5 separate regions of the Mus musculus genome follow, and all the other regions are linked to region 1. Evidence: chromatin contacts called from public Hi-C, HiChIP or PLAC-seq, Micro-C and promoter capture Hi-C data. All regions are on one chromosome and are shown on one strand. The core of a region is the stretch at or near the end of the contact, and the rest is flanking DNA. Distances in the headings are between cores, read along the strand shown.

The links. A called contact is a pair of places that touch in the nucleus more often than the background predicts. HiChIP or PLAC-seq counts read pairs in DNA pulled down with a chosen protein or histone mark. Capture Hi-C pulls out chosen DNA fragments and counts their contacts.
Region 2: a contact with region 1 is called in a promoter capture Hi-C map of liver. The contact joins the promoter of Cfap206 here to the promoter of Mob3b in region 1. A contact is called at or near these places in 1 of 39 promoter capture datasets (pre-B cells), 2 of 115 datasets of contacts at active chromatin or transcription factors (bone marrow-derived macrophages and microglia) and 4 of 9 other capture datasets (adipose tissue, embryonic stem cells, liver and 1 more).
Region 3: a Hi-C map of CD8 T cells shows a contact between it and region 1, with 3 times the contacts expected there. The contact joins the promoter of Smim8 here to the promoter of Mob3b in region 1. A contact is called at or near these places in 5 of 39 promoter capture datasets (the C10 cell line, hippocampal neurons, liver and 2 more), 7 of 484 Hi-C or Micro-C datasets (B cells, CD4 T cells, CD8 T cells and 3 more), 3 of 115 datasets of contacts at active chromatin or transcription factors (embryonic stem cells and memory CD8 T cells) and 3 of 9 other capture datasets (adipose tissue, embryonic stem cells and liver).
Region 4: a contact with region 1 is called in a Micro-C map of embryonic stem cells, with 4 times the contacts expected there. The contact joins the enhancer-like site here to the promoter of Mob3b in region 1. A contact is called at or near these places in 1 of 484 Hi-C or Micro-C datasets (embryonic stem cells), 1 of 115 datasets of contacts at active chromatin or transcription factors (bone marrow-derived macrophages) and 1 of 9 other capture datasets (liver).
Region 5: a contact with region 1 is called in an H3K4me3 HiChIP or PLAC-seq map of bone marrow-derived macrophages, with 3 times the contacts expected there. The contact joins the promoter of Zfp292 here to the promoter of Mob3b in region 1. A contact is called at or near these places in 9 of 39 promoter capture datasets (the C10 cell line, the HPC-7 cell line, cranial neural crest and 5 more), 8 of 484 Hi-C or Micro-C datasets (CD4 T cells, CD8 T cells, embryonic stem cells and 2 more), 7 of 115 datasets of contacts at active chromatin or transcription factors (the 230-238 cell line, the SCID.adh cell line, bone marrow-derived macrophages and 4 more) and 4 of 9 other capture datasets (adipose tissue, embryonic stem cells, liver and 1 more).

The regions. Positions count from the first base shown.
Region 1 is chr4:35,154,000-35,160,299 of GRCm38.p6, reverse strand. It overlaps Mob3b (MOB kinase activator 3B), which reads left to right and starts at 2,816. Exons shown (of 4, transcript NM_178061.5): 1 at 2,816-3,048. It overlaps Ifnk (interferon kappa), which reads right to left. Exons shown (of 2, transcript NM_199157.2): 2 at 6,281-6,300.
Region 2 is chr4:34,726,214-34,732,513 of GRCm38.p6, reverse strand. Cfap206 (cilia and flagella associated protein 206) reads left to right here and starts at 2,308. Exons shown (of 13, transcript NM_001347062.1): 1 at 2,308-2,454; 2 at 3,606-3,718; 3 at 4,526-4,609. The coding sequence starts at 3,611.
Region 3 is chr4:34,775,187-34,781,486 of GRCm38.p6, reverse strand. It overlaps Smim8 (small integral membrane protein 8), which reads left to right and starts at 3,121. Exons shown (of 3, transcript NM_001330757.1): 1 at 3,121-3,208.
Region 4 is chr4:34,845,263-34,851,562 of GRCm38.p6, reverse strand. The region is part of intron 1 of Zfp292 (zinc finger protein 292); the gene reads left to right. Among named protein-coding and RNA genes, the nearest start is that of Zfp292, 35 kb to the left of the region's middle. Within about 2 kb of position 3,417, at least 54 of the 459 cell types and tissues checked have an H3K27ac peak or open chromatin away from gene starts, as enhancers often do. A contact at or near this core is called in embryonic stem cells, where this site is marked.
Region 5 is chr4:34,879,730-34,886,029 of GRCm38.p6, reverse strand. It overlaps Zfp292 (zinc finger protein 292), which reads left to right and starts at 3,082. Exons shown (of 8, transcript NM_013889.2): 1 at 3,082-3,272. The coding sequence starts at 3,111.

The DNA.
Region 1 (6,300 bases), core at 1,567-4,066:
CTTGAACTCAGAAATCCACCTGCCTCTGCCTCCCAAGTGCTGAGACTAAAGGTGTGCGCCACCACTGCCCAACTTCTCTTGTCATTCTTATTCGATGAAAACACCATAAGGACAAGATCCAGGGATTCCCATTGCCCCATGATAGCAGCAGGGAGATGTGAGGGTTACAACATTAGCTTAAGTCACACTGCCATGATTGTCTATACTGTCTTCTAAATCTTGATCTCGAGCAAGTGAGATCATTTAAAAACCTATCCTAGCTAATGTGTACTTAGCATAGAGATATCTGTGAAAATGGAACGAAATATTTCATGTAAAGTGCTTAGCAAATGCTTGCCACCTTTTTCCATTCATGGTAGAGATTAGATATTACAGTGTTAGCAGTCAGTAATCTTTGCACTGATTAACTTAGCAGGTATTTATTGGGTTGTGTTAGTCCGCTTGGGCTGCCATATCAAAATACCATAGACCAAGTGGCTGAAACAAACACCCCAGGATCTCACTTTTGGAGGCTGGGATATGGAAGGCAGCAAGCTTGTTTCCTCGTGAGGGGCCTCTTCAAGGCTTGCAGATGGCTGCCTTCTTGCTGTACCCTTGCTCAGTGGAGAAAACATTCTCTTGCTCTCTCCGCTCCTCACCACTTCCTCTTCTGCGCTGTAATCCTCCCCTTGGTCTTCCTTTCTCTGCCACTAATCCCATATTAGAGCCTTACCAGTCCTCCTTCAGACTCCTTCAGTCTTCAAAGCCTTACCTCTAAATACCTCCACTTGAGAGTTAGGACTTCAACATAGGAATATTGAGGGGCAGAGCTCAGTCCATATTAAGGACCTGCATATTAAGTGAATAGTCTAGGTAAACAGCAATGAACAAGATAGACAAAAGTCCTTGTTTACATTTCTTCTACTAAGATCAAGTAAATTAGCATTTATAGACACAAGAGTGCCCACTAATTACATAGTATATGTTTATAACCTGTGACTAGATCATATTACATGCTAAAGGGGAATTCAGTTGCAGATGGTACTGAGTTTGCTAAATAGCTGACCTTCACATGGAGAGAGAAACCTGGCTGGACCATGGCCATCACATAAGATTATACTGGGGTTTTTTTGTTTTATTGTGTTTAATTTATTATGAGTGTTCATGTGCCCACATGCGTTTATGTGCACCGTGTGCATTCAGGTGCCTGTGGAGGAGACGAGGGATGTTTGATCTGCTGAAACTAGAGTTATGGGTGACTGCGAGCTGCTGGCAGCGGATAATGGAACCAACTTAGGATCCTCTGGAAAAGCAGCAAGTGCTCTTAACTATTATACCACCTCTCCAGCTCTGCTCATTTTGTCTTCAGCTGTTTTAACTTTAAGTTTGGCTATTTCCCCCATAGAACACTAATATAGGGAGTGAGCAAAAAGCAGTATTTGTGTGTGTGTGTGTGTGTGTGTGTCTTATGGTGATACATTTCATAGAGAAAACTGGAGTGGGGTATCTGAGAAGGGATGTCTTGGGGGGGATGAATGGGGTTGAAAGGGAGGCCTCTGAGGAAAGAAATGGAGGGAAAAGGGTAGTCTCTGAGCCATGATGTGACTGAACAGTTAAGAAGACTGTCCCAGGCAGGGAGCATAGCAAGTGCTAAGGCCCCGTAGCAGGAGTTTTCCAAGCATTTGTGTGAGCCAAGTAAGGCACCACATATAGAGAGACTTTTGTGATGGAAAGGCTAACAGGAGTCGAGTATGGAAATATATCTCCTAAATTTCACCTAATTTACTTTCATTCTTTCAAACGTGTAGCAGAAGTTACGGAATGTGATCGCTAATCAAGTCATTTGATACTACCCAGCCGGCACACATCAAGATGTTTATAGGAGAATAAAAGCAGGTTGACACATCCACCTCATTTTTTTTTCTTTCAGTTCATGTTTGAAGACTCCTCCCAAGAACTAAGAGTACGTCTCATAATTGGTTTACTCATAATCACCCGGCGAGGTAGTTACGACTTCCACGCATTTTTGTCATGGTTTAATGCTGCTTTCCAAGGTGTTTCAGGCAGTCCACGGCATTTTACAGCTGGCAGAACATTTTGGAGAAGCGTAAGTCATTTGGCCCTTTCTGGATGCCTTGGAAAAAGCTCTTGTGGACTTCAGTTGGGGTGTCTATGGCTGTGATAAAACAGCATGACCAGAAGCAACTGGAGGAGGCAAGGGCTTATGTGGTTTATGCACAGTCCGCCGCAAAGGGAAGTAAGAACAGGAACTCAAGGCAGTTACCTGGAATCAGGAACTGAAGCAGACGCCATGGAGGAATGCTGCTCGCTGGCTTGCTTCTCATGGGATTTTAACCTTCCACCTAGGGCCCTGCTGGCTTCCTTCTCACAGGCAACAGCTTCTGGGACAGGAGATAAAGAGTAAGCTCCTCCAGCCGGAGCAGCGATGCTTGTAGATCCACGCGAGGCGCTTTCTTATACCCACCAGCACTACCTGCCCAACGCTGGCACAACCCACAGTCATTAATCAAGAAAATGCTGGACAGACTTATTAATAGGGTATTTTATGAGGGGTTTTTTTTTTAAGTCAAAATTCCCTCCTAAATATATCAAGGTTGTGTCAAGTTGACAAAGACCAACCAGGACAGCAGCATCTTTTCTACTCTGACATCTTTCTACCTACATTGGGCAGCGGACCAAAGTTGAGAGACTTAGACTGCTCATTGTCTCAGGCTCTTGTGGAGATTAGAGGATCCTAAGGGCAACAGGACTCCTCTTGCCCCCGCGTAGCTGCCTTTCCAGAGAAGGCCACCAGGGGACTCCGCTCTGAGCCGGTGAGTTGCAGTGGCGCCCGGGCGAGCTGCGCGGCGCGCTGGGTGCATGTGGGGGCCGCACCAGAGCCGTGGTCGCTGCATCTGGAGTCACGCGTGCTGGTCAGAAACCCCTCGCGTGAATCTGCAAGCATCGCTGCTCTGGCTGGAGGAGCTCACTCTTTTTCTCCGGCTCCAGAAACTGCTGCCGGCGTGAAGGAAACCAGCAGGGCCCTAGGCAGAAGGTTAAAACCCCACGGTAAGAGATCCTTCCAAGAGTGGTGTGGAGGCGCAGTCGCAGCTTCCCGCTTCGGATTGTGTCCTGGAGGGCCGAGGTGCGGGGCACACCTAGGGAGGATCAGTCGTGCGGACCCCAGTCCTCACCCCTCCTCCGCGAGCTTCCGGGGTTGGAGTCTGGTTTAGGCAGTACGGGCTTCTTGGCTTTCCTCTGCCTCCGGGTACGCACTTCCCGGGCTGGAATGTGAGTCCAGTTCCCACCCAGGGGGTCTGTGGCTTTGATCTGAAATACACCCCCTCCCTCCCCCTAAAGGGTGCAGATCTCACCCGGGACCCATTCTGAATCTCAGATGCGGGTGGGGTGCGCGTCGGCCTGAAGCGGCGGGAAGAGAAACTTTTACAAAGTGCATCTAAACAGGGCAACGCTCCTGGATCCCAGAGCAGGCTCGGCGTGGGGCTGTGTAGGGAGGGCTACAGCGCAGTCTCGATTTGTCCTCCCTGGCTACCTATGCCTCATCAAGGGAGGTATTAAGAATAAGTAAATTTTGCTCAACTTTTGGACCAACAACTGTCAAACATCTGGGATCGTTGCTCCTCCCTTTTCTGCACCGGAGAAGGTGAAAACTAAACTTTCCCTTCATTTCTCCTCCCCACCACTGGACCCCCAGGATGGGGTTGTTAATGGTAAAGAGCGGTTCCCGCCTCCTGGAGCGTGGCAGAGGCTCTAGACCACTCAGATTTCTTCCAGCCCCCTTTCAGACCCTCTGCAAGTCTTCCCCGCAGAGACGGGGCGACAGAGCCATTCTCCTGTAACCCAGTGAATGGCCTTTTGTTTCTCTGCGGTTCCACTATTGTTGCGCCTCTTAACATCTGGTGGGGCTCCAGCGGGGAAGGAAGTCCCTTTCGCCGCTCGCGGGGCCTTTCACGCTGGCCTTTGCGCAGGCTCGAGTCCGGGATCCCCGCTGGGGAAGGACAGAGTTCGGGACCTGGCTAGGCCGCCCCACCCGGGGCTTGTGGTTAGAGGGCGGAGGGAAAGTTGTTCCTGAGCCCGCCTCCTAGGCTGCTTGTGGCCCAGGGCGCATTTCTCAGATCTTATCCCCAGCGAATCTGAAACGAGAGATTGGAGGCAAAGTTCTCGAAAGCTAGGAGATCTGCGAGAGGGTCCAAAGGACTTTCAGAGGCGAGCTAAACGCATATGGAGGGCCCACAACCCGGGCGATGGCCGGAGACAGGGCACCTCATCTCTACGGAAAGTTCAGGGGTGGCAAAATTTTAAGGGCAGGCAGGCCATTGACCACAAAAGAGTGGAGACTAAAGCTAACCTGGGAAGGCTAAAGACTTTGCCTGGAAATGGTGGTGTCGTGATTCGCTGTGAAATGTTCGTGGGCTTCTGACTTCACCTAAGGCTCCAAGTTTAAGACCCAAATTTTTCGCCGCGATGCAGAAAAAGCAAGCCATGACTACGCAGTCCAAATGGCAGATGCGGCCAGAGCACTGTTTTGGTTTTCATCTGCCCGAGAACAGGTGGCTTGGGGTAGCCCCTATTTCTCCAGAGGGGGGCGCCTGTTGGACTATAGCAGGTCGGGTTTCCTGGAATAAGTTAGGTGCTTGCTTCTAGAGCAGTTAGCCTGTGTGGGTTACTTATTAAACAATCTTGGCAAGAGTAAAGTCACCTTCCAAAGTCCGCAGCGACCGGAACTGTCACCTGAGGGTCGACTAGAGGAGGTTTGATGGTATACACCTGTTGGGACCTGTGCCTCTTGCCAGGTTTGTAAATGTTGCCTTTGCCAATTTTTCCTGTGGAATTGCCAACCTTGGACTGTCTAGGAGATGCGGAAACATCCTTCCCCCACCCACCCACCCCCAGTTCTGAGTTTTGGCACCCTTCCTCTCCCACTCAGGGGAGTAAGAGAGGCTTATATGAGACCTGTGACCTCTGCACCTCTCCACCACTCCACCCTTGCTCGGGATGGGGCCCTAGCGTGTTAAACAAGCACTCTTACATCCCAACCCATCTTCAGATAGTTATAAGTTCTGGGCTCTGCACAGGTCTAGTTTGCCCTTAAACCTTAAAGTACTTTGAGAGACTGTTAACTCAAGAGAGGATCTATAGAGAAACTTTCGCCGTGACTTCTAGATCTTGACGGTGGGGTTCTGAAAAGAAAAACGGCAAATTCTCTGGAGTGCTCAAGACACTCTAATGATAAGGGCCCACAAGTTCGGATTTCTTTGAAATTTAACAGTAGCAGCACAGTAACAAACGACCTGCTGAAGAAATACTGCTTGGGTTTTGTTTGCTCAAGGAGTACAAGAAGGCGTCATTAAAGTTAAAGTCAGGGCTTGGGCCAGCCAAGAAGGAAAACACAATCATTATAGAGGAAAATAAGGGTGTTCAATTTCGTTAATATATATATATTCAATCTTATCCAATCATTTCCGTGGAATACATTGTTTCTGGAGACACAGTAGAGTTGATACATTGTTACGATATTGAAGACTGTGATATTGTCCATAGTAAACACATGCCAGTGTATCAACTCCTCAGCAATGTATAAGAGAAGTTACACTCTACTCACTCTAAGTGTTATCATTGCTTTTCCAGTTCTGTGGTGTTAATAAGAGAGGAATGTTTTATTGTTGCCTTGCTTAGCACTTTTTAAAAATCAAGAGCGAGAATACACATTTTTATATTGTCCGTTAACATTTCTATGTTTATGTTCATTTTGGTGGGCTTGGTCTCTGATTATTTTATTTTAAGATGTACTCTATAAAAAGAATGTGATTGTGACTTCTGTCAAACTATCTATCCTGATTAGAAGATGTTTAGCTTTTATGGCCAGTTCTTTCTTCTCTTCTCCATGTCCTTCTTGAAGTTTTGGGAATCAATTTCAGGGCCTCAGACAGTCATCCATGTACCCGACCACTGAATTACACTCCCACCCCACTTTGCCAGTTCTCTTCCCTTGCACAGAGCAAACACAGGGCAGGGCAGGACAGCGCAGGGCAGCAGCTATAATTTATGAAAGTAACTGCTGACATCTCAGCAGGGCTGCATAGGGGTCAGGCAAAGGTGTCAGAGAAATGAATGGAAAACGCTGTGTCTGTTACTTTGCAGTCCATAGCCAGCCTCCCTCCCCACTGCCACAGTCCCAATCTAAAACAACCTTATTAATGAGCTTTATAAAAAATCAAATAGATTATATTCAGTCATTTTAGTGTCTGATTTTTTTTTTGCTAGTAACATAAACGCCATAATGTATAACTTTGGTTTTAT
Region 2 (6,300 bases), core at 1,059-3,558, 430 kb after region 1:
AATAGCTTACAAATAAGTGCCTGCAATTCCATCTCCAAAGGGTCCGATGGCCTCTTCTGGCCTCGCCTACCAGACACATGCACACACACCCAGTAAATGAATAAGTAAATACATAGATAAAATATTAAAATAACTAAAGACAGAAAAAAAGAAAGCTAGCTAAGCATGAGCCAGCGAGCAGACCACTAAAGCGGCGTTTCTCCACGGTGGCGGCATTTCTCCACGGTGGCAGCCTTTCACCACGGCTTCCGCTCCACGGTCCTGCTGTGAGTTTCTGCTCTTTAGTCACTCGGTGATAAAAGTGTTTCCTGGAAATGAAAGCCAACTAAACTCCTTTTTCCCTAAGATGTTGTTGGTCATCGTGTTTACTACAGTAACAGAAAGTTACTATAACAGTTTGTTAGGATGCCGCAGCCATGAAAGGCACATGGCTAAAATGATCCAAGAACAAATGTGGTAGAAGAGAAGAAACTGGGTTGTTTGTGATCACCATGAGTGTGTGGTCTCATGTGTGCTCCCCATAAATAACTAAATATAATAAAAAGTTTTTTAAAAGTATGACTAAACCACCAACCAAAGAGTACACATGGAGGGACCCATGGCTCCAGCTGCATATGTAGCAGAGGATGGTTTAGTCGGTTATCAATGGGAGGAGAGGCCCTTGGTCCTGTGAAGGCTCTATACCCCAATGTAGGGGAATTCCGGGGCCAGGAATTGGGAGTGGGCAGTTTGGTGAGTGGGGGGGTGGGGGGTGTGGGGGGAGGGATAGGGGATTTTCAGAGGGGAAAGCAGGAAAGGGGATAGCATTTGAAATGTAAATAAAGAAAATATCCAATAAAAAAGTACATTACACTTACCCAACAAATATTGAAAGCTTCAAAAATTATTATTTTATTTTACATGTATGGGTGTTTTGCCTGAGTGTATGTCTACAGGCCACTGGCATGCCTGGTATATGCAGAGGCCAGAAGGAGTTGACTCTCAGGAACTGGAGTTACAGACAGCTGTAAACCTCCATGTGGGTGTTGGGATTCAAACCCAGTCCTCTGGAATACCAGTCAGTTCCCTTAACCTCTGAGCCATATCTCCAACCCTGCAACAAACATTTTTAGGTACTGTACTGGCTAGTTTTGTGTCAACTTGACACAGCTGGAGTTATCACAGAGAAAGGAGCTTCAGTTGAGGAAATGCCTCCATGAGATCCAGCTGAAAGGCATTTTCTCAATTAGTGATCAAGGGGGAAAGGCCCCTTGTGGGTGGGACCATCTCTGGGCTGGTAATCTTGGGTTCTATAAGAAAGCAGGCTGAGCAAGCCAGGGGAAGCAAGCCAGTAAGGAACATCTCTCCATGGCATTTGCATCAGCTCCTGCTTCCTGACCTGCTTGAGTTCCAGTCCTGACTTCCTTGGTGATGAACAGCAGTATGGAAGTGTAAGCTGAATAAACCCTTTCCTCCCCAACTTGCTTCTTGGTCATGATGTTTGTGCAGGAATAGAAACCCTGACTAAGACAGGTACCAAAAACACCATCATTGACCCAGCATGGTGGCACACAGCCAGTGTTTGGAAGGCTGAGGCAGGTAGAACTCTGTGAATTCAAGATCAGCCTGGTCTACATGTTCAATTCCAGACCATTCAAGACTACATAGTTTTACCCTCTCTCAAGAAAACAAACAAAAATTATTATCCCCAATTCCAAACGCACAGGTTTCCTTACTTGCATCTTAGAGGTGGTGGGGGTAGATAGTTTCTTACTATACAGTGTAGGGTGTCTTAAAACTCTGCATTTTCCTATCTCTGCATCCCAAGGGCTGGGACTTTGAGCCTACACTACTATACCTGGTGTGAAAAAACTTCCTAAATGAAAAGTTTTACTATGGCCTTTTGGAACATCAGGATAAAGACTTCCTTTCAGAAACAGAACATGAAAGCATTCTTTTGATAAAACTATAAACTTTGAATTCCAAGAACCCCAGGCTTTCTCATTCTCTTCAAAAGATATATTTTCCATGTTTTCACACTATCAACATGAACAACGTCTGCACATCAAACCTTTGTTTTAGAATTCATGTATCATTGTCTTAAAACTGAGGTGTAGCGAAAGTGCCTTTGCCGCCTGGGACTTGAGTTCTTGTCTCTTGGGAGGCTGAGGGAGAACCCTACACCCCTCTTCTCAAGGTCCCAGAGGACCCATTCCAGCCGCCCTTCCCGCCCTCCTCTGTCCGCCCCGCCCTCTGGCCACACCCCATAGCCAGACCCCGCCCCAAGCCTCTGGCGTCGCGTTCCGTTTCCACGGTTACGCGACTGCCGCTTAGGATCTGGGGCTGGCCGGGAGAGCCGCGGCCGGTTGGCGTTCCGGCCAAGCCCAGCGCCCAGGGAGCTCCAGGCCGTTAAGTCGCGGGTGTACCGGCGAGAAGACGGACGTCGGACGGCTACAGAACTAGTGCTGGTAGTAGGTAACCTACAGGGTGGGTGGGCAGGCATCTCGCTCTGTGCAAGCGCGCAGGATGGAGCGGGGTCAACCTGGCTGTGTGGCCGGCAGGTCTGACGTCCCCACAGATATGCTCGCTGATGGCTGGCATTGCTTGGCCAAGCTGCGAACTTTTCTAACCACAGTAGACTCTAAGTTCAGGAGAAGGTGATAACAGCACGCCTTTTTCAGATGAGGAAATTGGCTTCCAAGGAGGCGAGGTACTTGTCTCTCCTGACGATGTGGTTGGACCTTTGATAGTCCAGTTCTGCATTTCCCATCTCTCAGAGCACTCCTGGCTTTGTTTCCTTTTACCTGCACGCTCCCCTGGGCTGTTGCTGATACTCAGGAAAATCGGGAGCCCTGACTTAAATACCACTCTTCCTTAGTTTATAATAGATGAGAGTAACAGCTAGGAGTTCTTTTTCAGAGGTTCATAGCTCTCACGTTTTCATTATTTACTTTTTATGTTTTTGTTAGAGTCCGGAATCCCAAGGATGGAATAATCCGAGAAAAAAAATTTCTTAGAGTTATGAAATTGTATTACAGTTCTGAAAGATCCGTTAGTGGATGTATTGATTAGCACTTTCTTTTACAAGCTGTAGTCCTGCTGCCTACGCAGGGGCTTGTTTTTTTGTTTTTTGTTTTTTGTTGTTTTTCTTTTCTTTTTTCTTTTTTTCACCCAAATTCTCCTAAGCTTGCTTTTGTTTGTTTGTTTGTTTGTTTGTTTATTTATTTATCTTTTTGTAATTTTTTTATGAGACTGGGTCTCACTTCATAGCCCTGGCTCACTCACTCACTATGTAGACCAGGCTAGACTCATAGAAATCTATTTGCATCTGCCTCCTAAGTACTGGGATTTAACACATGTGCCATCATCCCTAACTAATTTTTTTAATGTCACAATATATATTTTTGAGGGTGGCATGATTTAAATTCAGGGAAAATCCCAGTTACTCTCTGTCATTAGCGTCATTTAAAGTGAAAAAAAAAATCCAGGAGGAAACAAGATTATAATTAAAAACTTAAATAGTAATAACTCAGTAGACAGTGTGGATATTCCAGATCTAATAATGGAATCTAACCAGGAAAAGTGCATAAATGAAATTACTAAAAGAAAATTATTGCTTCATTTAGCCACAATGCCTCCCACTCAAGCAGAAAGTGTGATAAAGAATATCATACGAGAAATAGGACAAGAATGTGCAGCCCACGGAGAGATCGCTTCAGAGACGGTGGTTGCTTTTATGGTAAGGTCGATTAGTTTTGCAAGTCATTGTGTTGTAAACAAATTTTAAACTGTGATATCCAGTTTTTGTTTTTGTTTTGTTTTGTTTTGTTTTGTTTTGTTTTGTTTTGTTTTTCTTAAAAATTCTTGGGAGCGGGGCTGGAGAGATGGCTCAGTGGTTAAGAGCACTGACTGCTCTTCTAGAGGTCCTGAGTTCCGTTCCCAGCAACCACATGGTGGCTCACAGCCATCTGTAATGGGATCTGATGCTCTCTTCTGCTGTGTCTGAAGACAGCTACAGTGTACTCATATAAGTAAAATAAATAAATCTTAAAAAAAAATCCTTAGGCGTTTTCCTGATGCTTTTTATTTGAAAACATTGAGGTCGTCAGATGACTTAGTAAAAGGCATCTTTTCAGAGTCTGCAAAGCGTCTTTCGTGACGGATTTAGGAGATCCCGTGACCCTTAGAAACCTCAGTAGTATTCTGCTGTGAAGTTTTTAACCTGTCCTTTTGTTCAAATGCGCGTTGTAAAAGTTACTCCTTGCTTTGGTTTCTGTGCTACTCCTTGGTTAACAACACATAAAGAGAACACGAGATACAGTTTCCTGCTCTGAAACGGCAACTGTTGCTTTCAGCCTCTTTGCCATGTATTTTTTTCTAACCCATATTCAAGTTTGATGTTGTTTTCTGTCTTCAGCCTGTAAGGAAAGCATGAAAGAGAGAGAGTGGTAAGAAAACTAGCTGAACATCAAGGAAACTGGTTAAAAAGCAGAAATGAATTAATTTCATAATATGAGTAACATGAGTTGGTATGCTCTGTTTGTAGGTGAAAGCTGTCGTCCTAGATCCCAGCAATGGCTTTAACATGGATAGGACCCTCATCAAGACTGACGTGCAGAAACTTGTTAAGGTGATTGACAGGCCTCGTGTGTGGGATTATCTATTTTCAGATTTTAAACAGCACACTGTGTTTTCCAGCCTGTCTTCAGCAAGATTATAAAGAGACACAGAGGGTGGCGAAAATAAGTGAGGGGTTATTTTCTAATAGATCAGTGACTGAGGTACTTAGGTTGTTGCTGGCCTCCTGGGCTCCCTCCCTTGGCTTTCCTCCATGTCAGAGTAAGTGCCACACCCCCTGATGGAAGAAGGGGAAAGACAAAGGCAGAATAGTCATTCTAGTCAGATCCTCTTAGAAAGTGACAACTGTCACTTTCTCTTTTCTTTTTTTATATATAATTTTATTTGTAATTCATTTTTTTATACTCCATATTCCATTCCCCACCCCTCCCCATCCACCCTCCGACTGCTCCACATCCCCCACCTCCCATCCCACCTGACCTCTAAACTCCCGGGGCCTCCAGTCTCTTGAGGGTTAGGTGCTTCATCTCTGAATGGACACAGACCTGAAAGTCCTCTGCTGTATATGTGTTGGGGCCTCATATCAGCTGGTGTATGCTGTCTTTTCAGTGGTCCAGTGTTTGAAAGATCTCGGGGGTCCAGATTAATTGAGACTGCTGGTCCTCCTACAGAATCGCCATTCTCCTCAGCTTCTTTTAGCCTTCCCTAATTCAACAACAGGGGTCAGATGCTTCTGACGGTTGGTTGGGAACAAATATCTGCATCTGACTCTTTCAGCTGCTTGTTGGGTCTTTTGGAGGGCAGTCATGATAGATCCCTTTTTGTGAGCACTCCATAGCCTCAGTAATAGTGTCAGGCCTTGGGACCTCACCTTGAGCTGGATCCCACTTTGGGCCTGTCGCTGGACCTTCTTTTCCTCAGGCTCCTCTCCATTTCTATCCCTGTAATTCTTTCAGACAGAGACAATTATGGTTCAGAGATGTGACTGTGGGATGGCAACCCTATCCCTCACTTGATGTCCTGTCTTCCTGCTGGAGGGGGGCTCTATAAGTTCCCTCTCCCTACTGGCATTTCTTCAAAGGTCACTCCCTATGAGTCCTGGGAGTCTCTCACCTCCCAGGTCCCTGGTGCATTCTTGGGGGGTCCCCCCCCAACCTCCTATTTCCTGAGGTTGCCTGTTTACATTCTTTCTGCTGATCCTAAGGGCTTCAGTCCTTTTCCCTCACCAAGTATCAGACCAGGTTCCCCTTTACCCCCCACTGCCCCCTGACCCTGTCCACATTCCCTCCCAAGTCCCTCTCTCCCTCCCCCTCCCAACTTGTGATTGCTTTCTTCTCTCTCCCAAGTGGGACTGAGGCATTCTTACTTGGGCACTTCAGCTTGTTGAGCCTTTTGAATTCTGTGGACTGTATCTTGTGTATTCTGCGTGAGTTTTTTTTTTTTCTTTTTCTTTTCTTTTTTCTTTTTGGCTAATATCCACTTAAATGGTGCTGGTCTAACTGGCTGTCTGTATGTAGAAGAATGAAAATTGACCCATATTTGTCACCTTGTATAAAGCTCAAGTCCAAGTGGATCAAGAACCTCAACATAAAACCAGATACACTGAATCTAATAGAAGAGAGAGTGGGAAAGAGCCTTGAACTCATTGGCACATGGGGAGCTTTCCTAAATAGAACTCCAATGGCTCATGCTCTAAGATCAAGAACTGATAAATTGGACCTTGTGAAACTGGAAAGCTTCTGT
Region 3 (6,300 bases), core at 1,872-4,371, 380 kb after region 1:
TTTTTCGAGTCTCAGGAAATACCTTCTCAGAACAAATGCCATCGCATTACAATAAAACTGCCCAGTCAACCGTCTTTGCAATGATGTTAGAAGTATGTTTCAGGTTCCAGAAATCACCACTGCAACTGAAGTGCCTGGACCAGGCAAACTTTATTCTTCATTGAGAGGAGAGGTGCACTTGCTTTTTATCAGAACCCAGGTGAGTCTTTCCCCAACTAATGGGGTCCAACCTCATAATCTCTTTCAACTGTGTAGTCTGAAAAGAATTGGCACATGGGAAATAAAGAAGTCTCAAAACATTTGCATAAAAGTCTTAAAAGGTTGGGGGAGATAAAAGATTTTACTTCTTTGTCCTGAGTCCTAAACACAAGTTTTATAGTATTTGATAAAAACAGTTCATATTTTGTATTTCTTTCAATGATCACACATCATAAAGATTTGTGATTAGATCTTTCTTATTTAACCCCAGCCATGAGAAACTGTTGCTTGATCTGTTTTACTGAAAGCTTTTATAGTGTTAAAAGTTGGAATTCTCGGGCTGGTGAGATGGCTCAGTGGGTAAGAGCACCCGACTGCTCTTCCAAAGGTCTGGAGTTCAAATCCCAGCAACCACATGGTGGCTCACAACCATCCGTAACGAGATCTGACGCCCTCTTCTGGTGTGTCTGAAGACAGCTACAGTGTACTTACATATAATAAATAAATAAATCTTTAAAAAAAAAATAAAATAAAAAAAAAAGTTGGAATTCTCAGTTATTTTTAAAAGACTGTAAAACCATTAACCAAAGGTCATATAAAGAGAATTGACAATTTGTTATAAGTGCTAGAACAGAAAATGAAATATTGACTGAGTTTATCTATACAAAGCTTCACTAATAACTTAAGTTATGGTTTTTAACTCTCCATGAACCTGTGTAGCTGTGGCAGGTGACGAATGTTTAGCCAGATAATTACTACTAATGGATATGCATGTAAACATTCTCTGTTGTAAACTTATTCGATTTATGGTTTGAATTTTGTGTAAACTTGTGCTGAACTTTTTACCATGGGATCATGTATTCTGAAAGATGTAAATAAGTGCTGAGGATAAAGAGAAGGGAGCAGTTCTCCTTGTCTCACTTCTCTTAGCAATTCTCTTTGTCCCACTTTTTTACATCCTGCCTTTTTCCTAGATCCCTTACCCACCTACCCCCCTTTTTACAAGCCTGTTTCCCCCTTTTTCTCAGAAAGCTTTCATCGGAAACTTTTTACAACTTAGAAATAAATGCTCAAATCACTTTCCAAAGTGTCCCTTTTTTCTTCCTGTGACTTCAACTAGCAGGATGAAAGTTAAAGCTGTGCAGTTCCTGCTGGAGATAGAACAAAGGCCACTTTACTTAATCTCCTCCTGTTTTAGGATGAGGTGCAAAACAGTTGCTCACCTCAGAAGATCTCAGAAGGCAGGTTAGCTACTGAAGCACAGTGACTTATAATTGAGATAGGAAAACGTATTATTATTATATAGTAACCCTAAGTGCCTTCTAAGACCAAATCTTATCACTGCTAATGCTCAAGGAGAGCCAGAACATGAAAGAAGATCTTCCAGGGCTGGCCCTGGGCAGGTTCACAATTGTCTTTAACTCTAGTTCAGGAATTCCATGCCCTCTTCTGCCTCCAAAGGCATCAGATAGAAAACTCACGCATAGACATATATAAACAACATATATATATATATATATATGATACTACCCGAAATAAATCACAAGGACTGTTAATCCCACAAGGCAAGAATAAGACTACTATCACAATTTTTGAGCTAAGCAGGCTTTATTAAATACTGGCCAGGACAAGGGACACTGCCCAAGGCCATATCCAGGAATCCCAGAGTAACAAATTACATTAGTCAGAAGCGTATACAATCAAAACTGACAAGGCTATATACATCCCACTTTTATGTAATCAGGGGCAAGTATACATCCTGACATATTTCCTGCCTACACCTCCCACCTATGTGTGCACATCCTGTGCAGCTGAGACAACCAGCCTTGTTTACAGAAGTGAAAACAAGTGGCTTGTTGTCTTACAGGAGCAACAGCTCCCAGCATTCCAAGAAGCTATCTGTTCTTGCCAAGAGGGGCTTACAGTTTAGAGACATTTCTGTTTTATGCCTAAAGCACACAATAATTTAAACTTAAAATATACCTTTAGCCTTCACAGGACAACTCAGGAGTCAGGATGGGAGGCCATAGAAAAGAGAGAGTAGGATTGGTTTTGAAAATTACCACAAACAATGTTCACATTTGTCAACTGATAATCCATTAATTATATCATATACTTTGGCTTGATGTCCTCGTAAAATAAGGCTAGGACTTATATTACTTAAAAAAAAAAAACCCGTGTTTGAGAAAATACTGATAATGTATGATTTTTGAAATTAAATATAAGCGAACTATTAATATCTATGTGAAAAACAAAATCGTCAGTGCTATCAGAGATCCCGTGAGAAGTCTCTTTAACCCCTGGAGATCTAATTTGGGAAACTCTGATTAGTAATCTCTGATCAATTTGAATGTGTTTTTTTTTTTTTTTTTTTACACAAGTGATGGTAGATGATCCCTGTCTCAGAACGGCTAGACTGACCACAGTCCCGGTTCTAAAGACTCGAACCCTTCACCACCACATGTAAAACTTCTAATTCCAGTCCCTTTTCTCTTAAAGCTCTTCTGCCACACCACTGCTCAACTAAAAGCACCCTATAAAGCCCCAGACTCCTTTTTGGCGATACTGCACTTCCTTCTCTTGGAGGCAGCTGGATTCTAGCCTGAATCTTTCCATTTCCATTAAGTGCCATTAGGTCCCATTTCCAATTCTGGATATCTCTTTATATAAATATACATGAAACCCACGAAACGAAAGCTTATTTGAATGTGAGAGGCTGAAAGTCAAAGGCCCCAAGAAATCAAACCAGACTGCTCATCTGGGTTCCAAAGCCAAGGGCTCCTGCAGTTCCAATGCCAGGGCTCGGCCCGGACCCCTGCTCTACGGCCTCCGGAGCATAGATGGCGCTGTGGTGCGGCTCTTAGAGCCCCGGCGGGAACGCGCACTGGTTGGGCGCGCACCGGGCGAACCGGAAGGAAAGTCCAGCAGCGGGCGTTCGCACGGGACGCCGGAAGTCTCTGAGCCTGGCGGCGTCCGAGCTGAAGCTTCCCCGGCTTCCCAATTGCCCAAGGTCAGGCTCCGCCAGCCCTCGAAGGGGAGGGTTGTGGTTTGCAGAAGATGCTAGGGTAGGTTGCCGGGAAGCCTGCCCGCCGACCACACAAGTTTTCACACTTGTTTATGAAGATTTATACTGAGCTCCGTAGGAGCCTGGGTATCTGACCGCGGTCTGAAAAGCTTTACAGCCTTCAGGTCCTTGCCACAGTGACACTCTTTCCCCAATCCATGAGTGGGGTAAATTACGAGGTGGAAAGTGGGTTTTGTGTGTGGTGTTTTTCTTTTTTCACTTTAAAGTTATATTTTACAGTAAAAACGATAGAGTTTATTTTTTAAAATCTAAGCGATCTCATTTCCCCACTGTGAGACAGGGGGCTGGCTGTCTTGGAACTCGTTCTGTAGACAAAGCTGGCCTGGAGCTCAGAGAGATCCGCCTGCCTCTGCCTCTCTAGTGCTGGGCTTATCTTAGGGTCCTGCGTCTGGTAGTACTTTATAAATGCAAAACACTTTCCTCAAAAATCAGTTTTGGAAAAAGATGCTGATGGAATAGGAGTCCACTACAATGGGAAGAATTGGATTATCCTACCCTAGTAGTGAAAAGGCATCGAAGGTAGGAAGGTTGCACACTATCTGTAGGATGACCGCTATTTTGTTAACATCTTTCCTTTTAAGAATGTTAACAATGTTAAATACACATCTGTAATATTGCAGTGTATAATATCATTCCTTTTATTAAGGTGGAATCAGAGTTGTCACTTACTCAAAAAAAAAAAAAAAAATTCCTTTAGAAGCACCAGAGTTGAGATTAAGCTTACTTAGTTCCCTCAAGCTATAAAGCCCTGATTCTTTCTCAAAGTTTCTCATATTAATCTAAACTATTGAAGGTGTCCTACTCCGGACTTTTACTTTCTTAAGCACTAAAAGAGTATAGTATGTGAAACATAATAACAAGAGTATCTATACTATCGTTGAATGTTTGGTCCATTTGAGGCAGTTCTCTATATATTTGAAAATAGAGTGCTTTTCCTAAACCAGTTCTCATTGTTTATATCTTCATACTTCCCCATACAATATAATATAGGTAGCTATGCCAATCTTGTTCTAGTGAATTTGGTGTGTACAGACACGGATAGTTCATTCGTTCACATGCACACATGTGCAGTATGTGTGTAGAAGCCAGAGGTCAGCCTGATGATGTTCCTCAAGGGCCACGTACCTTGTTTTCTGAGACAGAGTTTCTCACTGGGACCTGGGACTTACTGATCCCAAAGGGCTGACTGGTCAGAGAGCCCCAGAGATGAGCCTGCCTCCCCCACCCCAGCACTGGGAGTTTTATGGACATACCACAGCCTGGGTTTTATATGATGCTGGGGATTGATGCAGGCCCTCAGCACTGCTAATTAGTAACAATATATCGTCTGACAGTTATCAAGTGTTTATATAATGAGCTTCAGTGTTTTCTCCCTCATTGCCCACGAGTCCACCAGTCCAACCTCTTCTTCCCAACAGGCCCCTCTTTCCTCCCTCCCCCCTAACCTCCCTGTGTGCATAAAGTTATCTACCAGAGCAAGAACAGTTTATCAATGGGTATACCACTGAGGGAGATGGCACGTTCTCACTAGTTAACTGCTAATAGTTCCTCAGGGAGGAGTGGGGTCTGGTGCTTATTTTGTGTGAATAAGTATTTGTCTGTGTGTGTATATATATGCACCATGTGCGTGTCTGGTACCCATGGAGGCCAGGAGAGAGCATTGGACCCCTGGAACTAGAATTGCAGGCAGTTGTAGCCACCATGTGGGCTCTGGGAACTGTCCCTAGTCTTCTACAAGGGAAACAAGTATTTTTAACTGCTAGGCTGTCTCTTTAGCCTAACTAGTAAGTTTTCAAGTGTTGCTTCTCAAATATATTGTGGATCATCCCTCTAAATATTAATTTTGGTACAGTAGAGGAGGAAACACATACACACATTAAAAGATGGCTAGCCCTGACTTTGTTTGGACTTCTATATTGTGTCATGATTTCATAGACCTGCTCTTTTGTCTTGAGGTATACCCTTTCCCCGCACAAGGAAGAAAGGCAGAGCAAAATAAAAAACATCCTATTATAGAGCAACATATGACATAAGTGTAGCTTATCATTTTAAACAAGTATGAGAAATTCTGTTCGTGGCATGCCCGCTCATGTTCTTGATCATTAGTAGATAAGAAAGAAGTGTGATGGGAAAGGAAGACAGAAATACAGGCGCTTGGACAGATCGTACAGCTGACAGGGAGAGATAGCTCAGCGGTTAAGAGTACTGACTGCTCTTCCAGAGGTCCTGAGTTCAAATGCCAGCAACCAGATGGTGGCTCACAACCATCCGGAATGAGGTCTGATGCCCTCTTCTGGTCTGAAGACAGCTACAGTGTACTTACATATAATAATAAAATAAATCTTGAGGCCAGAGCGAGCAGGGTTGGAGCCAGCAGGGATCCTGAGTTCAATTCTCAGCAACCATATGATGGCTCACAACCATCTGTACAGCTACAGTGTACTCATATACATAAAATAAATAAATCTTAAAAAAATATTTTGCAAACAGATGCACATGGGTTAATCACCAAATTATTTAAGAGTAGTGCAAAGACAGTGTCCCATCATCCCCACTGTAGTGTGTAGCCTTTAACACAAGAAAGGTACAACTAGAGGTTGGCTAACTGTATGCAAATGAATAAGAGCAAGCTACCTCAGTGACAGATGGCAACAACAAAAGGGCAGAAGCTGAAGAGAGCGAAGGGAATATTTAGGATGTTCAAATGGAAGCTCACCTGAAGGTATCATTTCATTCAAGTGGTAGTGTCAGGATAAGTTATTGCTGTGCCTTGAACTTGTGGTTAGTTCTGCAGCTTTTCAGAATGGAACTTAGGTTTAGTTCTAGACTCCTTGAAAAGAGCCAGTGAACTTCTCCTTCTAGATTACAAGTTCACTCGTTGCAGTTGCAGTTTGTTTTCTCACACAGTACTTACTGGTAATTTAGATGTGAAGAAAGAACCAAGACTACATTCTTCCTACACATGCAAAGTTCTGTGGAGCAAAGAGACAGACAAGGACTTTCTCTTATATGAAAAG
Region 4 (6,300 bases), core at 2,168-4,667, 310 kb after region 1:
GGGCATCATATCTCATTACAGGTGGTTGCTGAGATTTGAACTCAGGACCTTCGGAAGAGCAGTCAGTGCTCTTACCCGCTGAGCCATCTCTTCAGCCCCTATTTACCTATTGTATGTAACTTCATATCATAGTACCCTTTGATGATAACACTATAAAATAGAATTAAATGTTTTTTTCCAGTAGTGGTCAATGGAGAGTAAACCCAGGGTATTGAATACTCTAGGTAAGACAAAACTCTATATCTCCAGCCCACTTCCTGTTTTAAAATTTGAGAATGGGTGGGTCTTTGTGGTGGTTTGATTATGCCCAACCCAAGGAGTGGCACTATTTGGAGGTCCTGCCTTGTTGGAGTGGGTGTGCCACTGTGGGCTTTGGGCTTTAAAACCCTCCTCCTAGCTGCATGGAAGCCAGTCTTCTAGCAGCCTTCAGATAAAGATGTAGAACTCTTGAGCTCTTCCTGTAGCATGTCCGCCGGTAAGGCTGCCATGCTCCCACCTTGATGATAACAGACTGAACCTCTGATCCTCTGAGCCAGCCCCAATTAAATGTTGTCCTTTATAAAAGTTGCCTTGGTCATGGTGTCTGTTCACAGCAGTAAAACTCTAAGACAGTCTTCTTAGTTGCCCTTTAACAGGTTAGCCTTGAACTCATGATCTTCCTGACTTAGCCTTCTAAGTAGTAGGGACTACAGGATTTTACTCCCAAGACCAGATCTAAATTAAATGATCTCTAAAATCACTTTTTACTAAATGAATCTAATCATTTTTGTATTCTTTCCTAAAAACTGTGTAGTTAAGACAATAGATACAAATAACTCTTTAGTTAAATAAGGTATAATTTGTTAGATTATATTGTAGATACTTTCCATTTTACTGATATTACAGAAGAGTGCTTCAATAGCAATACTGTGCTGTCAATACTTATTTGCTATGAATGTTAACTCCTAAAACTTTATACAGATTATAGGTATTAACTTTTTAAATTTTTTATCTTTTTTCTGTGTGTGTGTGTGTGTGTGAGTGAGTGAGAGAGAGAGAGAGAGAGAGAGAGAGAGAGAGAGAGAGAGAGAAAATGAATGAATGAATATGATTCTTTGTATAGCCTTGTCTGTCCTAGAACTCACTCCATAAATCAGGCTGGCCTTGAGCGCAGAGATCCACCTGCCTCTGTCTCCCAAGTGCTGGGCTAAAGCCAACATTCCAGGCTCTTTTTTTTAAATCTCCCCTCCCCCACTGAAATGCATCCAGGCATATCTTGTGTACGCTCACTGTGTAGCTCAGGTTGACCTTTCATTTGAGGTGATCCTACAGTCTCAGCCTCCTGGGTGCTAAGATCATAAGATGAGCCACCAAGCTGTTTTGTTATTAAATAAAATAAAATAAAATAAAAAGGCTTCATTATGTCATTCAAGCAAGTTTTGAGCTCTTGGCTCAAGCCAACCTCCAGCTAAATCTTCCACTTTAGTTGAGACCACAGGTATCCACCACTTCACCTGTTTAATTCAGAGTTTTATTAATCTTCTTGACATCTACTGCTGTTGCCAAAAGCATCAAGTCTTTTCAACTAGCCTCTGTTCTGTTGTTGTCCAGCAGCAAATCCATGTCCTATAAGTTGGTTTCATTCTGATACTGCCTACCTGCAGGTAGGCTCCACAGGCTAAGGGTATGTCTTCAAAGTTACCTGTGGTTTAATTCCATGTTCCAAAGTTAAGGACTCCTACAGTCTCCTCTTCAGGTATGGTTTAGTTTGTTTGTTTGTTTGTTTGTTTGTTTGTTTGGCTTTTGATTTTGTGTTTTCTCTGACTTTTGACTTTCTTTTAAAGATTCTTCTCTCGTACAGTACATTCCTACCATAGTTTCCCCTCCCTCCATTCTTCCCAGCATCTGTAATTACAAATCATGTATTATAATACTGTATTTATTGTTTTTAAAAATGAAAGGAATATTATGAGTCTTCAAGGGTTTTTTATTTTATGCATAACAAGGCTTTTGCAGTCAACGGACTTAATTGACACACACAAATAAGACACCCTTACTATGTATTAAGGCACTTTTTTGCTCACAGTTTCTGACCCACAAAGTACATGAGTACTATAGTATTTTTGTAAGTCCCGAGAATGCAGGTTCCCCATTGAGTTGTGCTACTGAAAGCTCTTATGTCTTACTAGCTTTAAGACAAACATGGCAGCATCCGAGTGTGTGTAGTATGACAAGAGAAGGGATCTGAAAGAAGATGCCATGCAGAGAAGCTTGGTGGCAGCTGGCACGGTGTGGGAATGTAAAAATAGGCCCAGAAACAGCTTTTATGATGGATTTTGTAAATAGATTTGTTACAGGGTGACTTGTTATTGCTGTGATCTTACCATTTCAAATGGAAGTAATTTGAATAAATTTGAATAAATTTTGTATGGTAAGAGGTCAATGAAAAAAATTTTTATGCAAAAAGGAAATAGATTGTTTTTTTTTCCCCAAACAATACATCCTGACCACAGTTTCCCCTTTCCCCTCCCTCGACCCCTCCCCTCCCCACCCCCATCCCCACCCCCACGTCCCCTCTCCCCTAGATCAGGCCTTCAAGAGACAATAGTCAAATAGGACCTAACAAGATACAGAAAGGCAAGGCAAAAGCCCTCATCAAGGCAGGATGAGGCAACCCCACAGGAGGAAAAAGAGTCCCAGGATCAGGCAAAAGAATTAGAGACACACTGCTCTCACAAAAAAGGTCAAGCCAAAAGACATAACATCACACACAGGACCAGGTCTAGACCCATGCAGGGCCTTTGCTTGCTGCTTCAGGCTCTATGATCCCATACGGTTTAATTGATTTGTTGCTTAGTTGATTTGGTGGAATAATTTATTAGAATGACTTATGGAATTCAGGAAAGTATTGACCATTCTAGACCATGTTAAAGACAATGAGGCTTGAGGGCTTCCTTGTTTCCGTGGGGCTGGAATATGCCACCCCTTTGCGTGCTTAGGTTTTGTTGAGTATTGTGTTATGCATGGTTCAAATCACCCTCAGCATCATGTCTTCCTCCTAGGATGGTTCATTAAGCCCCACTTAAAGCATTCTACTGCTTTCCAAATCCACATTCCTCCAAAGAAAAACATGCTCAGGCCTATAGTAGCAATCAATACCACATTCCCTGGTACCAACCTCTGCCTTAGGGTTTTACTGCTGTGAACAGACATCATGATAAGACAACTTTTATAAAGAGCAGTATTTATAGGGGCTGGCTTACAGGTTCTGAGGTTCAGTCCATCATCACGGCAGGAGCATGGCAGCATCCAGGCAGACATGCACTAGAGAAGCTGAGGGTTCTATCTGTATCTTGTTCTGAAGGCCAGCAAGGAAGCCTGACTCCTCAGGCAGCTGGGAGAAAGGTCTCAAAGCCCACCCCAGCAGTGACAAACTTCCTCCACAAAGGCCACGCCTGCTCTAACCAGGCCACAGCTGCTAAGAGTGCCACTCCTTGGGCAGAGCATATTCAAGCAACCACAATTCCAAACTCCTTTCCCTTCCCCAGCAGCTTCGGCACAGTGGGGCTGATTGTTACGTGGTCATTCTCCGTTGTGAAGTTAGTAAGATGCCCCTCAAGACTTCGGTACTCAAGTGGATTTCAAGGATTCTAGAGGCTGTGTGCTAGAAACTGAACATGAAACCAGGAGTGCTCCCCAGCCCCACCAGTAACTGCATGCCTGTGGCAGGAAGTCTTAAGAGACCTACAAGTCAACAGCCCTCCTTAGAGAAGGTTTGTGTCTCCAAGTTACCAGTTTTCTTGTGTAGTTGTTTTGTTTCATGTTGGTGTACCTAGGAACTAATGCTAGTTTGTAATTGCAGTAATGAATCACCATTTGTAGTTCTTTTTGGTTTTTGTTTTTTAATTTCTTAAGCTTCCCACTTCATTATTTATCTGAATGATCTAGCTAGTCTTAAGAGACTGGAGGATATAACCAGTTTAGATCTATGAAAAATGAAAAGTTACTCTTTTATCTCCAGGGTATTTAGGAAATCAATAATAAGAATTCTGAAAAAAAAATTAAATTGGAATGACACAATTCTAGCTGAGCTATGTTGTGGCTAGAATAGCCTAACCTCAGTGTACGTCCTGAATAGAGAGAGCCAGTCCTCACAATTTAAAAGACCTGCACCCCCCTGAGAGTAGCTTTGTAGAAACGTGACTGCCCTTCAGAAACAGTAATGGATGTGGTGCTGTAACCCTAGCACCAGGTAAGCCAAGGCAGGAGGATTGTATGAGTTTGAAGCTAGTCTGGTTCATATAACAGAATCCTGTCTGTGGGGATAAAACAAACACAAATGCACAACATCCCCGACCTTCAACATTTAGCTTTCTTTTTCTGCACATGTCTACTTTGGATGGATCTACAGAACTTACCTGATTATTGTTATCCCCATACAGCCTAATTTATACCATGAAGGGTTTTAGTGAGGTGTGGATCTGCTGACCAAGATACAGTCTGGTTTTTGTTGTTGTTGCTTTTGTTTATTTGTTTTGGTCTTTGAGCAGAAGATACCTGGATTTACATGTGTGATTAGCTGTGTATTCAACATTGAGGGACAGACATCACCCGTGTTGGAGGTCTTCGACATTATAAAGATGCTTAGGGTCCCTCTTCCTTCATCTTGACCAGAAAGACTTTGGGAGAGTCTTTAGTGACTGGTGAATTTAGCAGCTAAACCTTTATGATGTTGGAGGACTTTCTTCCTGTTGCCATGTTTTCTAACTCTTTAGTTCAGTTATGAAGGGGAACACCATTTTTCTTTTCTAGTAATTTCAGTAAGGTCAATTTGAAATACTTTCTTAGCTGAGAGTGGTTGATGTTTTTATTCTTTTTTTGGGGGGGGGGTTGGTTTTTTGGTTTTTTGAGACAGGGTTTTTCTGTGTAGACCCAGCTTCCCTGGAACTCACTTTTTAGACCAGGCTGGCCTCGAACTCAGAAACCCGCCTGTCTCTGTGATTGATGTTTTTAATTCAAGAAAACCCCTCCCTGTTAACAAATAGTTTCGACCATATAATCATTCTTTAATGTTTAAAGTTGGTCTTGTGTGTGAGGTCTGCAGAAATGGTAAAACTTACCAAAATAATTTTTACATACTACTTTTTTAATAAACTAAAAAGTATGTTTTCACTTTACACATGTGAACTTAAGTATTCTCTTGAATTCTTCATTCCATGCCTTGTGAACTCTTGCTTGCTCAAGTGTCTTCCAAGCAGTTTATTTAGGGAGGATAGTATTTTTGACTGGAGAAGAAAGACTATTACTCTATTTTTATTTTATTTCCAGTATAAATAGAATGTTTGTTATCATGCTTTCCAATACCAGTTTCATTTGTATTTGTATTTCTTTAGAACTTAATTAAATGAAATCAGACAAAACAGCTTCTCAGATTACATAGGGTTAATTTTAATCACTGCACACATATGCCAATATTAAGCATTAAAAATAGGATGTTAATAAAGTATAAAAATACATTTTCATTATAGGAAACTGATAAAGAACCTACATTTGCTTATATTAAATTTTAATCTACAAACTCACCTTTTATTGAAATGTGTGTTCCCTTGTCTCTAAAAGTGCTATGTTACTAATTTATAAAGTCAGTAAGAAAGTGAAGTGAAATAACACGTAAGCCTGACTTTTCAAATAATTCTTACGTACCATGCCTATGTTAGCTAGGTAAAATGTTCAAAAGTATATAAAAATGGGGACAGAGCCTCATTCCGTGATTGAAAGACCTGAACTCATTCTGCTGTCTGAGTAGAGACCCGTGGAGGCTTCCTATTTGCTGGGGTAGACTTGATGAACTCATCTTTCAGCACAGGGGCAGTGGGCCTAGGAGAGGGAGGGCAGCAGGAATCCAGGCTGAACTGGAGTCACCCATTCATAGCTAATTCCTGAACTTGGTTCTCAGTGGCATTGCAGTGTCTTGGTGAGTGGTAACAAACCCACCTACCACTTGTAGAGAAGGAAGGGACTGGGGCACATGAAGAGGTAGGGCTGTGGGAGTCCTAATTCTGTCTTACGTCAGGGAATAGAAGTGGTAGTTAATCTTGTTTTAGATTTTATCCCCAAAACCCCAAATATATCGATGCTCATTCATTATTATAATCATTATAAGAGGCAACTCTTATAAGAATGACATTTAATAATTAGGGCAGGAACATGGCAGCATCCAGGCAGACATGGGGCTGGAGGAGCTGAGAGTTCCACCCCGTGTTCTGAAGGCTGCTAGGAGAAGACTGACTTCCAGGCAACTAGGATGAGGGTCTCAAAGTC
Region 5 (6,300 bases), core at 1,833-4,332, 270 kb after region 1:
AGTTGCCTCTGGCTGTTCTCTCCTTTGACAACCATACCAAGGGACAATCACATGCTCGTTTCCACTCAGTGTGCTTGTTGATTGTCTTCTCTGTGGGTTGGTAGGATGCCCTGCACCCACAGGCGTTGTATTAAATAGCTATGTAGATGTCTCTCTTTATTTTCAATTGTTAGTTTCTGTGCTATGACTGGATATTTGGTATGGTCGTTTCTGTGGCCCATTACTTCTTTCTATATGTAAATGTTTTGTCACTAAGTCACTTGCCCAAAAAGAGGAAAAAGCAAACAGGTCACAGAAAGTCACCTTGGTCTCAGGCTGGCCAAAAGGCACTAAGACATGGATTTTGAGGTCTGAGATACTCAAGCCATGCCTAGTGTGACTTGTTCTTCCTGCTGCCTGCAGACTGGGCTGGAGAACTGTTAGTTACAGCTCGAGCACCATGTCTTCCTGCCATGATGATAACGGACTAATCCTCTGAAAATATAAACCAGAAATATTGTCCTTTATAAGAGTTGCTGTGGTCCTGGTGTCTCTTCACAGCAATAAAACCCTAACTAAGGCCGTCTTTCTCCTCATAATTCTCAAGTTTAACAGTCACAGACACTAGATAAAAGCAAAAGGTGCAGATGAATTTATATGGCCGTACTAGAATGCAGATCCAATTTATGATTCCAGTTTCCTTTAAAATTTTATTTTCTATGTAAGAGTGTCATACCTGCATGAGGTCTGTGCACCACTTGCATGTCTGGTTCCAGAAGCAGTTGGCATCCCCTGACACTGAACTCACAGACAGCTGTGAAGCAGCCACCTGGTACAGGGACTACAACCCTGGTCTTCTGGAAAACTAGCAAATGTTCTTAACCACTGAGCCCATCTCTCCAGCTCCTAATCCAGTTTTTTTAGCCACAAGGGTATCATGGCCTGAAGGTAGGAATGACATTACTAGGTACCCCCTCCCCATCCCATTACCAGAGTCTCCGGAATGTGCTCTGCCATCGAGCTACACCCTAGCCCTATGTAATAATTTAAAAAATCATTATTCAGGCATATTTCACTTTGGATCTTTCTCTCCACACCTGCTGCTACACACTTTCCTTCCTGTAAATGAAGTGTGGTGTAACTCATTACTGTTGAATTGTAGAAAAGGTAAGCTTCCTAGCCTTTAGTTATTGTACAGTCCTTGCATTTACTGGTGCATTGGCTAATCACATATTTCTTTTGATAATTTTCATTGGAATCCTAAAATAGCATACATTGATGGAACTTTAATACCTGAACTATATATATAACCTGGGAAAATGAACTGCAAAATTTAAAATCTTAAGCAAGGAGGGTACAGGGCAGCTCATTGGTAGAGTATCTACAGGGACTAGGGCAAGACAAAACAGCTACCTTCATTTGTTTCTTCAACTCTTTTTCACTGTTCAATCCAATAGAGGAAATCCTTAGCCTTACAGTGTGCTCCCCTGGTCTCATGTACATGCAAGCATTAGAGGATTCTGTCTTGTTAATGTGCAGTATTGATGCTGTTTTCTGTAAGGTTGCCTTGTGCTTGTTCATCTTATGTAATGATTTAAAAGCATGCATTACAAAACATTCGCTGGAACAACACAGTATTCAGAGAACATTTTCCACTAAGTGTCCTCCTCCCGTCACCTGTGAGGACTAGAATCACATCTGGCTTTATTATATACATTTCCTGAAAAGGCTACTGGATACGGTAGAAATTATGTTTTTGAGACCCAGCATTACAATGTAGCCCGGGCGGACTGGACCGGGAGACCCTCAGCTCCAGCTTCCTTCGTGCTGCAGTTCTGCTAGAGCCAACCTCCAGGCTGGTTGTTCATTTTAGATAACTATCCTTAGAAAAATACAGTGCAGTCAGAACACAACAGTAAAATGACCAGGTGTGTCAACGCTGTTGTTTGTTTTAAAAGGATTCAGTTGTAAGGCAGACATCTTGCCTCTTAAATAAACAGTAGGTTGTGGGGTGTTTTGTTTTGTTTGTCTATTTGTTCTTGCTGACCTGAAACTGGCAAAATAGTGTAGTCTCTGAACTTCTGATACTCTGGCGTTCACCAGGGAAGGTTGAGATTAAACAGGCAGTTGCGTGCCTTTTGCCTGGTTTATGCAGTGAACGGAGCTAGGCAAGCACTCTGTCAACTGAGTCACACCCCTAGCCCTCAAACACTGGGTTTGTTATTAGTTTGATTATGAAATTTATGGTTAAGCACATTGATTTTCCGACTACCTCTTATTCTACCCCCTACTCCTTTAAATTTGTAAGAACTCATCTGGCATAGGCTGGAGGAGGAAATATTATGTAGCCAGGGATGAACTTTTGAACCTCTCGTCTCCGAGTGCTGAGATTACAACCGTGCACACAACACTCAGCTCTCTTCTCCAATTCTAATGCCAAATACTGTTTTCGTCTTGCAAATAAAATACGGCTTAGAAGGCCACCTGTTTTGCAGCACCAAGAGGAGGGTTGCTACTGGCATTTATTTGACATCCGTGTTCCTTTTTTTACTTTAGCATCCTTAATTGTGTTCTTTCCTTCGACCTACTTTCCCAAACTAAGATTCGGTGTGGATTCTTGTAACGCGTAACGGTAACCAGATTTTAGAAAAGCTTTTGTGCCTTAAAAACCACCGGGTTACAACATTAATCATTTCGGTCTGTTTGAATTCTCTCCACACTATTCTTTTCTTGTGTTCGCTGCTTGATTTCCCAGAATGAGAATTGAACCTCTCATTTTGTTCTGACCCAATTGTTGTGTGTGTGTGCCCTCCAACACCTAGAGCGCTTGTTTCCAGGAGGCGTTCTCGGGTTGGCCCAGAACCAGGGCAATCACCAGCTCTCCACCCTGCCCTGGCCTCCGGCTGTTCCGCAGACCTTGCCCTCGCCCTGGCCCTGGCCCTAGCCGCCGCCGCAGCAGCAGAGGCCTCAGCTTCAGCTCGCTGCAGCACTGCCCCGGCGGTCGCCAGCCCCACACCCGGCCTTTGTACGTGCGCCCAGGCGTGCCAGCGCACCGGGCACGTGACCCCGCCGAACGTGGCATTGTGTTATCACGTGACCCAGGTGCGTACGCGACGGAGCGGGCTGCGAAGATGGCGGACGATGAGGCCGAGCAGGAGCGCCTGAGCGGTGGCGGCTGCGCGGCGGAGCTGCGGCGCCTGGGCGAGCGGCTGCAAGAGCTGGAGCGGCGGCTATGCGAGAGCCGGGAGCCCGCGGTGGAGGCCGCCGCCGCCTACTGCCGCCAGCTGTGCCAGGTGAGCCCCTCCCCCTCCGCGGGCCTCGGCGGCCGGAGCGCGGGCGGTCCGCGTCTTTGTGTTCCGCGGCCAGGCTGGGCCGGACGGCCTCGGGGCTCCGTGCACGCTCCCGGGCTGCGCCGCGGGCGCCGGGCTGCCCGCCGCGCGCCAGTCCCCCTGTCGCCGCCGGCCGTCGCGCGCAGTCGCTCGGCCTTTGTTGTTGGGTTAGGCTGCGACCGGAGGGTCTTTGTTGATGTTCTCGAGCCAATCCCGCCGGACCTGCAAGCTGGGAGTGGCGGCGGCGTCTGCGCTGCGGCCGTTCCTGCTGGCTGCTCTCCGCGGTGCATAGGAGCTGTCACCGTTCCATAGTCAGTCGTCCCTTGGGGGCGGCTTTACCAGTGCCTGTTTCGCCTTTACGTTCCGGAAGAGTACGATTTCCGGCCCCCCCCCCGTGCACCCCCACCCCCACATTTCTTGGGTTCTTTCCTGTTAAGTGTCTTTGGTTGACAAGGGATTTGTGCTTGGGTCAGTTTCAGATCTTCCCATTCTTTTCTTGCCCAAGGACATTGCTTTTCAGCAACGTTTTCTAACTAGGATTTAGAATGTTAGTAACATTCTAAATGTTATCTTATGACAGATATCAGAGTTTGGATCTCCATCTGGTCTTAAGACTCCCCAGTTAACGTGTGCTGACTATGGAGGGAGGGAGAACATTGATTAAACTGCCTAGTTGAGGCCGTTTTTTACATAAAGCATGAAACCTAATGGATGTGTCATGCTTAAGATTTTGTTTTGGAAACACTGAGATTTGAACAATGGTGGAGCATTTTAGGATTTCACAGGGATACTTTCACTTGCCAGCCTCCAGGTGCTGAAATCTATCTTTCTAGGGTATCTGATCACATACAGAAGCAGCCCCATTGCCGTATGCATTTTATGCTCATGCATTGATGGTTCGTTATTTAAAAAAAAAAAATAGGACCAAGGATGACTTGTCTGCAAATATATGCAGTCAGAAAGTTCGTCAGATCTGGAGGCCACATTACAGAGTCATTGTTTTAAACCTTAGTATTAAAGAAACTTTGAAATTTGCTATTTTCTATGCCCTGAAATTGCCCACCATCGTAAGCCTGAGAAATTATTTTAGTAGAATTTACAAATAAGGCTTTCATTTGTTTGTTTGTTGGTTTTTTTTTTTTTTTCCCCTGAAACAGGGTTTCTCAGTGTAGCCTTGGCTGTCCTGGAGCTCACCTTGTAGACTAGGCTGGCCTCGAACTCAGAAATCCCCCTGCCTCTGCCTCCCGGAGTGCTGGGATTAAAGGCCTGCGCCACCACGCCCCCACCACGCCCGGCCAAGATTTCATTTGTAAATGGAGTCCACTTCTGGAGGAGGTGTTTTGAGACAGTCTTTCCATGCTCTCCTTGCTGGCATTAATTTTGGGTAGTCGTCTTACTTCACCATCCCAAATGCTAGGATTACAGATCTGTGCCACCATGAGCAGTTGGGAGCAGACTAAAGTCTACTTTAGTTCGGGATATTAATTCCTTAGTAGAATCCACTGATGATTTAAGGATTGATAATACTGTTAAAATGAAGGCTCATGCGATAAAGAGTATAAGTATAGCTTTCTCTTTCGTTTTTGAGATTGATGCACAAGTATCACTGTGTGTGTGGTTGTGGTTAAGATGGTACTAGGTACAGCATGCTAGGTACATCACCAGGTTTTAAATTCTTCTTGTTTATTGTTTTGTCTTTTTTAAGACAGGAATTGTCTGTGTGTGTGTTGGGGGGGGGGGAAGGGTGGCCCTGGCTGTTCTGTAGACCAGGCTGGACTTGAACTCAGAGATTTACCTGTTCCCCTCTCACCCTCTGCCCCACCATGTGCTGGAATTATAGTCAGGTGCCACTGCCTGGCATTTTAAAGTTACTTCTAATGAATAAAACAGTTAAAAAAAATAACTCGATATTGGTTTTATTAAGTGATAAATCTTAAGGTATATAAATCATTTTTTATTACCTTGCTGATAAAAATCAAATAGTAATGAAGTAATCATTGGTGGTTTTCAAAAATTAGAAATAGTAATTCATACTGAGGGTGTATTGGCTGAGGGGCAAACCCAGTGTCTCTTGGGTTCGAGGCTTGTTCGCTAAAGACTGATTTATGCTCCCTACCCCAATATTATAAATTATAAAAGTGATCTCCAGAGCTCTAATTCTGTATTTGAGAGGCCGAGGAAGGCAGGTCAGAGTTTAAGGCCATCCTGGGCTACATAGTGAGTTCCAGATAATAGCATAAGACAGAAGAGAGAGTGGGGGTTGGGCTCCAACTCAAATATCCTTAGAATTTTGTCTTAGTTAACATGGGATGTAATGTTAGATGTAGGGGGAGCTAGAAATTAAATCCTGTTTTCTAACCTTGGAATTACAGTTCGACCTTTTTATGTCTTTCTCCGGTAGACCTGGGCTGTCCACATGCTTCTAGAAAGCCAGGATAAATAAACGTTTGGCAGTCACTGGACTTGAGCTAATATTCTGTCAGCATTGAGGCTCAGTTTTAAAGTCCTCAATTTTGTGCTTATTTAAAGATTGCTCTGTTATATTTACACTTATTTGTGTCTGTGTGTATCTCTGTGCATGTGCCACAGCATGCAGAGGTGAGAGGGAAGCTTGCAGGAGTTAGTTCTTGTCTTAGTCAGGGTTTCTATTCCTGCACAAACATCATGACCAAGAAGCAAGTTGGGGAGGAAAGGGTTTATTCAGCTTACACTTCCACATTGCTGTTCATCACCAAGGAAGTTAGGACTGGAACTCAAGCAGGTGAGGAAGCAGAGGCCATGGAGGAATGTTACTTACTGGCTTGCTTCCCCTGTCCAGCTTAGCTTGCTTTCTTACAGAACCTAAGACTACCAGCCCAGGCTGGGCAGTGGTGGCACACACCTTTAATCCCAGCACTTGGGAGGCAGAGACAGATGGATTTCTGAGTTTGAGGCTAGCCTGGTCTACAGAGTGAGTTCCAGGACAGCCAGGGCTACACAGAGAAACCCTGTC